Linked DNA regions of Mus musculus: all the other regions are linked to region 3. The links are chromatin contacts, called in public HiChIP or PLAC-seq maps. All regions are on one chromosome and are shown on one strand. Each heading gives the region's core, a stretch centred on a gene start, on an enhancer-like site or on the middle of the called end of the contact. The rest is flanking DNA. Distances are from core to core; before and after follow the strand shown. Region 1 has its middle 120 kb from the start of Gm14009. Region 2 overlaps Morrbid (myeloid RNA regulator of BCL2L11 induced cell death). Region 3 overlaps Nphp1 (nephronophthisis 1 (juvenile) homolog (human)).

Region 1 (3,627 bases), core at 756-3,255, 520 kb after region 3:
ATGTGCTTTATCTAGAATAGTCTCTTCAGTACAGTGTTCTCCAAATGTCTAACAGCCAGTCTAGTTGAACGTAAAACCTAACCACCTCAGCTTTATCAGCTGCATTCTGCTCTATAGGAATAGGTCCTAGAGGCGGAGCCAGCTGTTGTCTGCTTGGGTTGGGTCTTCAGTCTCTTTCGCAGGGCTCTGACCATCACAAGACCCTCCCCCTGTTTTATGCTCACCCTTGAATCTTGATCTGGTGCAACCCTTTTCCCTTAATGAGTTTGGGACGAGTTTTATTGTCCATCCCACCACTGGGTTCCCATGAGTCTGGCTGCCCTCCCTCAAGCCCTCTGTCCTTGCAAGAGTCTCCCTGGATCCCTTCCATATTTTGCTAGGCTGGGTCATTGCTAGAGAACAGGCCTTATACAATCATATCTGCCTGGTGCTTATTACAATAACCAATCTGAAAACCGGGGCTTAATGCACGCACGTGAGTACACACATGCCTATATGCTCATCTGTGTTCAGAGACACCTTTCAATGTAGTGGTCTATGTATAAGAGCAAAGCTAGGATACCTCTCAGACCCTCCAGGGCCAGTTGACAATACTTCAACAGAGTTAAATGTCCTATGTGTTACAGTCTGCAGAAAGTGCCAGCCATTGGGTACATGGTTTCAATAACAATTCTAGTCACCAAGGCCTCTCCTCTGTCCACTGACTTGAGTGCTTGCAGCCTAGCTACCTTCTGGCTGGGGAATAGGCCTTGAGCCACCTGTCTGGATGCGCTTTCCTATCTCTAGAATAGAAGGGCACATATAGGGGGAAAGCAAGGCCAAGCTGGTGCTGCCAAGGAAGCTACAGATGTGCACAGTAGGATGGCCTAACGGAGAGGGAGGGAGGGGGAGGGGAGAGGGAGAGGGAGAGAGAGGGGAGTGGGAGAGGATGCATTTATTCTATTTGGAAGGATAGAGCCAAGAAGCAGTTCAGGACTATGATGGCCAAGCTCAGGCTTTGAAGTGGGCCATCCCCTGGGCTCCTGCATCTAGAGGATTGAATGGTCTGTGTCAAAGGGCACAGGTGGCCTCTTAAAGAAACCCAACCCCAGCAGCAGCAGCTGCTCAGTGAGAATGCCTGATGGAGCTAGAGTCTAGATTCTCAGCCAAGCAGCCATCCCTGTCTTCAACTCAACAGGTAGGGAGGGCGGAGGCTGGGGAAAGCTGCCTGGTGACAGTGGCCCCAGGCGATAGGACTTGAGGAATGGACGGAAGGACAAGCAGTAGGAGTTTGGGCAAGGGCTCTCCCAGAGAACAGGCCTTATACAATCGTATCTGCCTGGTGCTTATTACAATAACCAATCTAAAAACCGGGGCTTAATTCAGGAATGTGAGTCCCTCTCCCTCCCCCTCCCTCTCCCATCCCCCTCCCTCCCTCTCCGTTAGGCCATTCTACCGTGCACATCTGTAGCTTCCTTGGCAGCACCAGCTTGGCCTTGCTTTCCCCCTTTATGTGCCCTTCTATTCTAGAGATAGCAAAGCATCTCCAGACAGGTGGTTCAAGGCCTAGTGGGAGGACAAAGGAGAGCTACTCACACGCTCAGAGAACAACGTGATACGGAAGGCTGTACAAAAGATACGTAAGCAGGTGAATAAACCACAGCAGGACAGACCCTTGCATGTCCTGGTAGCTAGAGAGATGTAACGTCTTCATTCATGAGAATGGTGCCTTGTTCATCTACAACCATACTCACACGTTGTCTTCTTTCCTCCCTCCTTCCCTCATCACCGCCCTTCCCCCCCTTTCATGTGTCTTTATAAGTTTACTTCGTATTCAGGATTTTTGAACACGACAGGCTTGTTTTGAGCGAGCAGCAAACACAAGTCCAGCTGTGAGAGGGAAGGGCAATATGGCCCCCTCAGCCAGAGCCCCAGGAAAAGCTACAATGACACAGCCCATCAGAGGCTGGCCCCAGCCTCCCGCTGATGACCTCATTACTCCACATCTGGGAATGGCGCCAAGAGGCAGCCCAGCTTGCCAGAACATAGACTCCTGCAGAGGGCTTCAGACTCTGAGGCCCCAGGGGACCTACTAAGTCCAGCGCCCTGAGAAGCCTGCCATCTCCATCTCCCTCCCACACTGGCTAGTCACCCAGCCTCATCTCTCAAGCCAGGAAGGTAGGGACCAGGGGGATCCACACACAGATATCCCAAGGCCCACCACCGCAGAGTACAGTGTTGAGGACCAATATGCTTGAGGGAGTTGGCCCCTCTACACATGCAGATTCTCTGATGAGGTATTTATAATAGTCTCTCCACAGTGCCCATGAGGGAAGACACGGTAGACTGGGATCCTCATGGTGGGGCAGAAGCTGAGTTGCTCTGAACAGAACTGGAAATAATGAGACCAATTTCTCCTACAAACAGTCACTGAAAACCCACGGGCAGGCACCATCCTCCACCCGTGGTCCCACGAAGTGTGTGGACACAAACGCTTCTGTGGCATGTCTCGAGGTCTGCTGTGGTCCCCAATGGAGAAGAATGAATTTACATCCATGGAGCTAATCCAATAGAGGAAACAATGTGGCGCTAGGCTGTGGAAGGCCACGTATCGCGTGGCAGCGTGGGCTAAACACTTGATTGGCACCAGGGCCCCACCTTCTCCCACTACTTGGTATTCATCATTCATCGGCTCTTGCTGGGAGCCTTTCCCGGGCTCCTCATCTCCCCGAGGGATTACTGTCCACACTGGCACAGGCACCCAGCTCATGTCCCTCTGTCTTTGCCAGCACAATCTGGTGCCTGATACAACTTCCCGTCACACTGGATGGTTTAGAAATAACTACTTTATTCTTAGGATTAGCATGTCTTCTCCCATTTCTGTTGCTATGACTTTAACGGAGCGTTGTGTGGTAATTCGATACACAAGTAAAACACATGAAGAAGATATCAGGAAGCTTGGCTCCTCTACTTCAAAAACTTCTTAAGTTTATTTTGATTAACACGTAACATTTGAACATGTTATGGGGTAGATTGTGGCATATCATAATTTTTGGCTGCCCTGGAACACTCTGTGTAGACCAGGCTGCCCTGGAACACTCTGTGTAGACCAGGCTGGCCCAGAACTCACAGAGAACCTGACTGCTTCTGTCCCCTGAACACTAGGATAAAGGAGTGTGCTGCCACACAAGCTCAACTAAGCGTGTCCCGCTTTCTATTTCCTGAGGAGACTCAGTCCAAACTCCCATCTCATTTGAAACAAATCTGCATTGTGTTAAGACTTGGAAGGCTCAAACAATCTTTCTCATGTACACATATGCTCACTTACACACACACACACACACACACACATACTCACACACACACACATACTCACACACACACACCACACATATACACATATTCATACATAGTCACACACACACCACACATATTCACACCCACTCACATTCAAACACCACACACACACACACACACACACACACACGTATCACACACTACACATACACACATACTCATACACATTCACACACACACACCACAAGCTCACTCCTTCTTTTCATGAGACAATTTGTACTGCACATAACTCTTTAAGCAGGATCATGACTAGGTGGTCCCTTGACCTTAGGTCTCCGGGACAGAAGCTGA
Region 2 (3,683 bases), core at 906-3,405, 630 kb after region 3:
TTGGTCACAGGGACACCAGCTTGTGTGGAGCTGAATATAATTAGTGTCTATTCCACTGACATGGGCTTTACAAAAATACTGGCTCTGGCTCTAGAATGTACTATCTCATAGGGGAGTGGAAGCCGGGGTGGAGACTGAAGGGCTGTCCTAGAAATGGCATAGGAAATAGTTTTCTCAGGTCAGAGGTGGGTGTGGACTTTGTTTCATGGTGTTTTAGCTCTCTAGCTAATAAAGACCACTTATAGACACCTCGAGGAGGGACTGGGGATTTAGCTCAGAGACACAGTGCTTCCCTGGCGAGTACAAAGCCCTCGACTCAGCCTCCAACATTGTAAAAAAGAAAAGATTACGTTGGTAATTCTCATTTATGTATTTCTCTTAGTAAAATGGCACGCTTAACACATACATACATACCACACATACACACCCAACACACACCCCTAACACCCAACACACATATACCACACATACACACACACACACACACACACACAAGAGAATAATAGACATAAGAAGGAGGGGTGGCTGATGGCCCAGGCCTGTAGCTCAGCTAGTCAGCAGGCTTTGATAGGTCATAGGTGGAAAGCCAGCCTGGGCTGCTGAGTGAGACTCTGAAACTCTTTAAGAAGGGTATAGCTCAGTGGTAGAGGGCCTCCTAGCCTAGTATGCAAGAGGCTTAGGACTCAAACCTCAGAACCTAAATAAAAACTTTTAAAAAGATACAAATAAAAATGTTAAGTCACAGGTCAGATTCTACCTAGTTCAAAGTTCACATAAAGCCACCCAGTCTACAAGACATGTTTTTCATGTCCTCCTGAAAGAGCCGCAGTTTCGCTGTAGACAAGAGAGCGTTACTACAAATACAACTTCATCAGCGAGGAAAGGCTCCTGGCTTGATGGCATTGTGGTGTCTCAGGCTGGAGCAAACAACCAAAACAACAAGTTTTGTCCCGCAGACAACAACAGTACAGAAATGTCTAGATTAAAGGTTGGGATCCTAGGCTGATCTAATCCCAGCAAGAAGAAACAGCCCACCTAGGGACAGGTGAAGTGGATGCAAAGAACCCCACACTGACCACCCTCTGAGCTAGAGAGTGATTTTTTTTTTTTTTTTTTTTTTTTTTTTTGCTGTCCTAGAACTAAATTTGTAGACTAGGTTGGCTTTGAACTCACAGAGATCAATTTGTCTTTACCTCCTGAGTTCTGGAATTAAAGGCATTTACCACCACACCTGGCTTTTTTCTTTTATTATTAAAAAATTAAACTTTATTTCTAAAAAAAAAAAAAAAAAGTGGGGAAAAAAAACCACACATCTTAGTTAACCAGACCCACAGTGTATACAACATGTGTATAGTCAGAGTAGCCATTCTGAATGGAAGTTTTGGTAAATTCTTACAAATCACATCTAGCTAATATTTTATTACACGGTGATTCAAACACCCAATTTCCACAGATGTGTGTGCATTGTTTAAACTGTGCTAATGGTCACAGCACTCTGAGCACTTTAACCACATCTCTGTGTGTCCTTCAGTGTCCTGTTTCCATTCACGTTGCTGCGCAATGGACAGCAGCACCTTTCTCTAGGACATTTTTGTCTTTTCAAACTGAAGCTGGCCCCATTACACTCCCTCCCCCACCTCCTCCCTTCCAGCCCCGCCGATCTCGATCTCCAGCTTCCACTCTTTGTCTATGAAGTAATCTACGCTTGGTGTCTCAGAATTGTGATCCCACTTTTTTTTTTTTTGAACATTAACAAATACCCTGAACACCCTAAGCACAGGAGAGGGTGACAGTTTATTGGCTACCCTGTCCCGCAATAAGTAAATCCCCGTTCACCACGGCCCTCTCCAGGTCTGCTGGCAGGAGTGATGCTTTTACAATCTAAAAACCAAAAGGTGATTTTTTTTTTTTTCTTTTTCTAATTGCACGAAGCACAGGAGCAAGAACACTACCAAGAAACCTCAGGGACACACTACATCTTGGGTTTGGTAAGTGACACACTTTTAAATCTGATACTTTAAAACTCATTTCAGAAGTCAAATAACCCAGCCCGCCACCTCCGACCCACCCCCCACGCCCTGTGAATTCTCTAGACTCTGTCACCTCGAAGGAGGGAGGGTGTAGGGGGTTGGGGGGAAGCTATTCGAAACAACAGGAAGTTTCTGTGGATCCTGACATTGGCCCCTGGTGACTGAGAGCCTAAATCAGTGAGTCATTCCCCCAAGACATAAGAAGCCGCGAGGACAAGTGAAGTCGATTGTTTAGTATTTCAAAATAAATAGAAGAACTGACAAAAACGGGGGGGAGGGTGGGGGGCTTTGTTGATAGGAAAGGCAAGATGCTTTTTAAAAACCCATCTGTAAGTGACAAGAAAGGCAAGTCAGATTTATTTTGTATTATGAGGGTCCTTACTTATTTTTTTTTTCAATGTTACTCCACAAGAGGTATTACAGGGCCACAGGAAAAATAGTTTCTAGGCAGCCAAATAGTAATTAATAATATCACAGGTAAGTTTGTGTGAGATATAAACTTTATGAGCTATTGAACACTGCTTCTGCATCATAAAGCCCACAGAGTCGGTAAGTCCGTGCAGTTCGGACAGGAAGTGAGTCCACACCGTGTTGCTCTTGGATCTGAAAAGTTCTGATGTTGGGCCAATGCTACAGCTTGTCTGAGGAAATAATACAAAAACCAGAGCCACAGAGGCCACGGAGTCAGATTTAGGTAAATGTCAACTCGTCTTAATTTCTGAACTGTCTCTCTTATTGGGTCACTAGTGACTTGGTGTCCAAAACCAAACCAAAACACCAAAAAGCTGAGGTTGGCTAACAAAATTCTCTTTCAGAAGCCTCAAATGACCTGTCGTCATGCATAGCTGTGCAGGGTAAAATATACAGAATAGAAATACATAAGAACATAAAAAGGGGCAGTAGCTAATATTTCTTCCTAGGAACAAGATGAAAGCAAGCTCAGAGAATCAGACTCTGCATTTGACAGTTAAGCTGGAAATCCAACAGCTAAGTCCCACAGGCACACCACCAAAGACCTCTTGTCACCCTTCTTATAAATAAGAACAAAAGCTGGACCCTCCGCAAAGGCAGTCAGGTGACCCGTGAGCCAGCAGCCGTCCCCACCAGGCTTCATGTCCATACTGTGGGACTCTGAAATCAACAAGTCACCAGACCACACACCAAGCAGGGCCTGCTCATTTCCCCGAGGGAAAATAACTATGTTTAAAATGAAAGTATGACCAACCCTGGCCTCAAGGCTGCTCAAACGATCTTGAGGAAGTTTCAAACACACCGAATTAGCAATCTGTCTGTCTTCAATTACAGAAGTACTAAAAGCCAAAATTAGCCGATTATGCTCAATGCACCCGAGTTTAAAAATGACCCCGCGAGCTTCTGCCATAGAAATCCCTACATTGTCACTGCACGATAAAAAGAGCCCTGGGACACTCACTCTTGTCCAACCACATTGCAGGTGGCAGAGTCCTTAAGGACGGTGACCTCCACAGGACCTTGCAGAGGGTATTTTATTTCTCTCTCTCTCTCTCTCTCTCTCTCTCTCTCTCTCTCTCACACACACACACACACACACACACCACGACTATATATTGTAGCTAAACTCAAGGCAGCCATGTACCAAACTCACATGACTGTGAAAGCCACCACCCCAGAGAA
Region 3 (3,683 bases), core at 1,005-3,504:
TCCCTTAAAACCCCACCCTGAGGTAACTGTTGCCACTGGGTGGGTCTTCAGTGCTATACAGTTTGGGAACAGTGTCAAATCACAGGATCCTACACGGCATTTTGAAGCTTTGTCTTACAGGGGAATGGACTAGAGGAATCAGTAACGCAAGGATCCCTTTCCTCAGCCCCCACGCCAGTTGCCAGGATCAGTGGGGCTCACCTGTCTCCAATGCCCTACCCATCTATCCTGAAGATGTAACGGGATCTCTCTCAGGATCAGAGTCCGCACACGGGGGATCTCTGGTGAGTGTGCACTCCAGTGGGTTATTTCTCTGACAAGCATTAAAGCACACTTCTGACGTTCCCTTGCCATTGTCTCAAGTCCCTAAGTAAGAACTGTGCCCTACAGGGTTAAGTGGCCTCCTCTGGGAAGTCCCAGCCTTTAAGAGACATTTTGTTCTTTGAAAGCAACTGGAGTTCATTGATGCTATAAATGCCAACCAAACCCTTCTGCCTTAGCTAACACTGAGCATTACCACACACAAATGGGAACCAGAGCAGAAAGATGGCTCAGAGAGTCAAGGTGCTTGCTGCCAAACCTGACAACCTGAGCTCGATGCTCAGGACCACACGGTGAAAGGAGAAAGTCAACTCCTAAGACTGTTCTCTGATCTCCATGCTGTGCCCACTCATAAAAAAAATGTTAAAAAGAGAGAGAGAGAGAGAGAGAGAGAGAGAGAGAGAGAGAGAAAGCAGGGTAGTGGTGGTGCATGCCTTTAGTCCCAGCACTTGGGAGGCAGAGGCAGGCGGATTTCTGAGTTCGAGGCCAGTCTGGTCTACAGAGTGAGTTCCAGGATAGCCAGGACTACACAGAGAAATCCTATCTTGAAAACTAATTAACTAACTAACTAACTAAATAAATAAATAAATAATTTAAAAAAAAAAAAAGAGAGAGTCATGGGCTGGAGAGATGGCTCAGTGGTTAAGAGCACTGGCTGCTCTTCCAGATGTACTAAGTTCAATTCCCAGAAACCACATGGTGGCTCACAACCATCTATGATGGGATCTGACACCCTCTTCTGGTGTGTCTGAAGATAGCAATAATGTACTCACATAAAATGAATAATTAAAAAAAAAAATGAGAGTCAGCATCAATCTGGTTCCTTCAGAGTTAATTTCTGATACACAGAAATCCTTCTTTGTGGTTTCAGTGTGGATCTCCCCTAAAGGCATGTATGTTTGAATACCTGGTCTCCAGCTGGTATACTGTTTGGGATTTTGGTTGCAGAACCTTTAGGGGTAGACCCTGCTGGAGGAAGTGGGTCACTGGGGCAGCCTTGAGGTTACAGTCCAGTCCCATTTGTTCCCTGCCTGCCTTCCTCTTGACTGCTGCTGCAGTGAGCCTAGGCCTCCCTCTGCTGCCTGGCGTGCTTCCCTGCCATGGTGTTCTTATCCCTGGAACTGTGAGCTGGAATAAACTCTTCCCCTGAATAAACACTTCTGTCAGGGCGTTTTACCAGAACACCACAAGTGTAGCTAACATAGCTTCTATCACTTTGCTTGTAAGTCAGATATGGTTCTAACGATTCCCCTTTGATGCATTAGAACAGTTTGTCTTTCAGTTTTGACATACATTGCGAATGTAAGAAATTCCAAGTTCAAATAATATCCCAAGGTCTGGAGTTGAAGAATTGGACCTGATAAAACAGTCACCATCGAGCAAGCATGGCAAGATGCCAGTGACCTAGAAAGATAAGGAAGCCAAAGTTACTGACAGAAGTGAAGAGTGTCCCTCATCAGCAAAGGGCTCTTGCTATACTAAAGGGCCCACAGAGATGGCTCAGTGAGCAAAGGGCTTGCAGCCAGGCCTGAAGACTTGAGTTTGATCCCTGGATGGACCCACAAAGTAGAGGAGAGTACTGACACCTCCAAGCTATCCTCTCCCCTTCTTTTGCATGTATAGTTTTAGCATATGATATGTTAAAATAGACAAATGTAAAATGAACAAACAAAAAATGTTCTTGAAAGTAGATGGACCAGATTCACACGTGAATGATTAGAAGCAGAAACATTTAGCTTTCCTGTTGACAGGGAAATTACCTTAAACCTTCTTGATTTGTTTGTTTAGTTGGTTGATTGGTTATTAATTTTTATTTATTTTTTGCTTAGAAAAGGCAAAGAAGCAAAGAACTATCAGTCAACCCCAGAGCTGTGACAAAACACATCCTGTTTGTTACATCACACTATTTCTAAAGGACTGAAGGCCACGGTGCATGTGGCCTGTCCAAGGCCATAATCTATCAGTAGTGGATACTGCTGCTGCTCACAAATGTAAGTGCACATGTACACTCCTCCCACATCACCAGAGCATGTGATGTGATCAGCTTCATGCAAGAAAAGCACCCATATTATTCCTCAGCCCATCCTCACGTCCCGGGAAACCAGGAAATCCGACTTTTAACGCTGCGCATTGCCAGAGATGAGGGGCAAACTGTGAAGGTCTGAGCCAAAGGACAAGCAGTGCTCCCTAGAGGCGGGGGTGAGGGAACAAAGGGCTTGAGGAGCTGTGCCACGGAGCATCGAGGACACAAGTCACATCAAGTGAGGTGGCTGAGCCTCCAGCACAGCCTGTGCCCTCTCCCTGACCTGTCTTGTGCTAAGACCTGATGCAGTAGGAGGAAGGGAACTGAAGGGCTTCTAGGGTGCAGGGGAACAAAGGGGTTAGTTGTGGGAGGGAGGCAAACGATGAAGCCATGAGTCCTTGGAGGTAGGAAAAAGCAAACCACAAACAATACTGTCAAAAGTACACGAAGACTCTCTTGACTCACTAGGCAGTGTCTGTGTGACATTGACTCAGGGGCTCGAAGCCCTAACCTCACCACAGCCTCGGCGGGATCTGGGTGTGACACGCCAGCCTTTGATTCCTATCTGAGGGAAATACCAAGTGCCATTAGCACAGTTGGAAGATTTCATTTTGAAAAACGCCCAATCCTAATCTTACTTCTTGTTTTCTGCTCCATGAAAGGACATTTCCTAAAGTTGAAATCCACCTAGAGGCTGTGGTCACAGCTTCAGTGAGTCAGGGACCTGAGGGACTCTTGCAAAAAATAATGAAGATTTCCATTTTGCCCTAAACACTGCACGTCCCATGCAGCACACTCTGGAAGCTTCCGGTGCCCCTTCTACTGCACAGGAGGAGGCTCCCAGCAGGTGACTTACCTGAGGAGAGAAGGTCCATGTTTTTGGCTTCTTAGGCTGCCACACGGCTCGAACTGTATGGATATTACTCAGGACCTAAAAGGAGATTTTTTTTTTTCATTTGAAACCACATTGTAGGGGCCAATGAGACCCTGCACATCTGAATCCCAAGCCAGCAACAATGTCTGCATCTATGTGTATGTGTTGAAAATGGAAGAACAAAAGATTAGAAGGGAGAGAAAAACCAAGCAGGCAGCTGAGGGTGGGGAGTCCAGTGCAGAGCACATGTTGAGCACATGTGAGGCCCTGAGCACCATCTCTACCCACAAGAAAAAATCTGTAAAAATGCAGCATCCAGCCGAAAGCCCCAGGCTCCCTGCTTCCTTTGGCACTGCAGCCTTTGCTGGACTGCTCAGAGAACTGGGCTGTGTGGGGAGGCTATCTCTACAGATGGCATGTCCTTACTTGGTTCTGACAGCAGCACTTCTTAGTTGTGACAGCCTT

Evidence for each region. HiChIP or PLAC-seq counts read pairs in DNA pulled down with a chosen protein or histone mark.
Region 1: a contact with region 3 is called in an HNF4G HiChIP or PLAC-seq map of pancreatic cancer cells. The contact joins two enhancer-like sites.
Region 2: a contact with region 3 is called in a FOXA1 HiChIP or PLAC-seq map of pancreatic cancer cells. The contact joins two enhancer-like sites. A contact is called at or near these places in 1 of 15 datasets of contacts at CTCF or cohesin (large pre-B cells) and 1 of 115 datasets of contacts at active chromatin or transcription factors (pancreatic cancer cells).

What each region holds. Positions count from the first base shown.
Region 1 is chr2:128,283,011-128,286,637 of GRCm38.p6, forward strand. No RefSeq gene overlaps it. Among named protein-coding and RNA genes, the nearest start is that of Gm14009, 120 kb to the left of the region's middle. Within about 2 kb of position 2,006, at least 102 of the 459 cell types and tissues checked have an H3K27ac peak or open chromatin away from gene starts, as enhancers often do. A contact at or near this core is called in pancreatic cancer cells, where this site is marked.
Region 2 is chr2:128,390,411-128,394,093 of GRCm38.p6, forward strand. The region is part of intron 1 of Morrbid (myeloid RNA regulator of BCL2L11 induced cell death); the gene reads right to left. Among named protein-coding and RNA genes, the nearest start is that of Gm14010, 30 kb to the right of the region's middle. Within about 2 kb of position 2,156, at least 57 of the 459 cell types and tissues checked have an H3K27ac peak or open chromatin away from gene starts, as enhancers often do. A contact at or near this core is called in pancreatic cancer cells, where this site is marked.
Region 3 is chr2:127,757,962-127,761,644 of GRCm38.p6, forward strand. It overlaps Nphp1 (nephronophthisis 1 (juvenile) homolog (human)), which reads right to left. Exons shown (of 20, transcript NM_016902.4): 12 at 3,201-3,275; 13 at 1,615-1,725. Among named protein-coding and RNA genes, the nearest start is that of Nphp1, 29 kb to the right of the region's middle. Within about 2 kb of position 2,255, at least 42 of the 459 cell types and tissues checked have an H3K27ac peak or open chromatin away from gene starts, as enhancers often do. A contact at or near this core is called in pancreatic cancer cells, where this site is marked.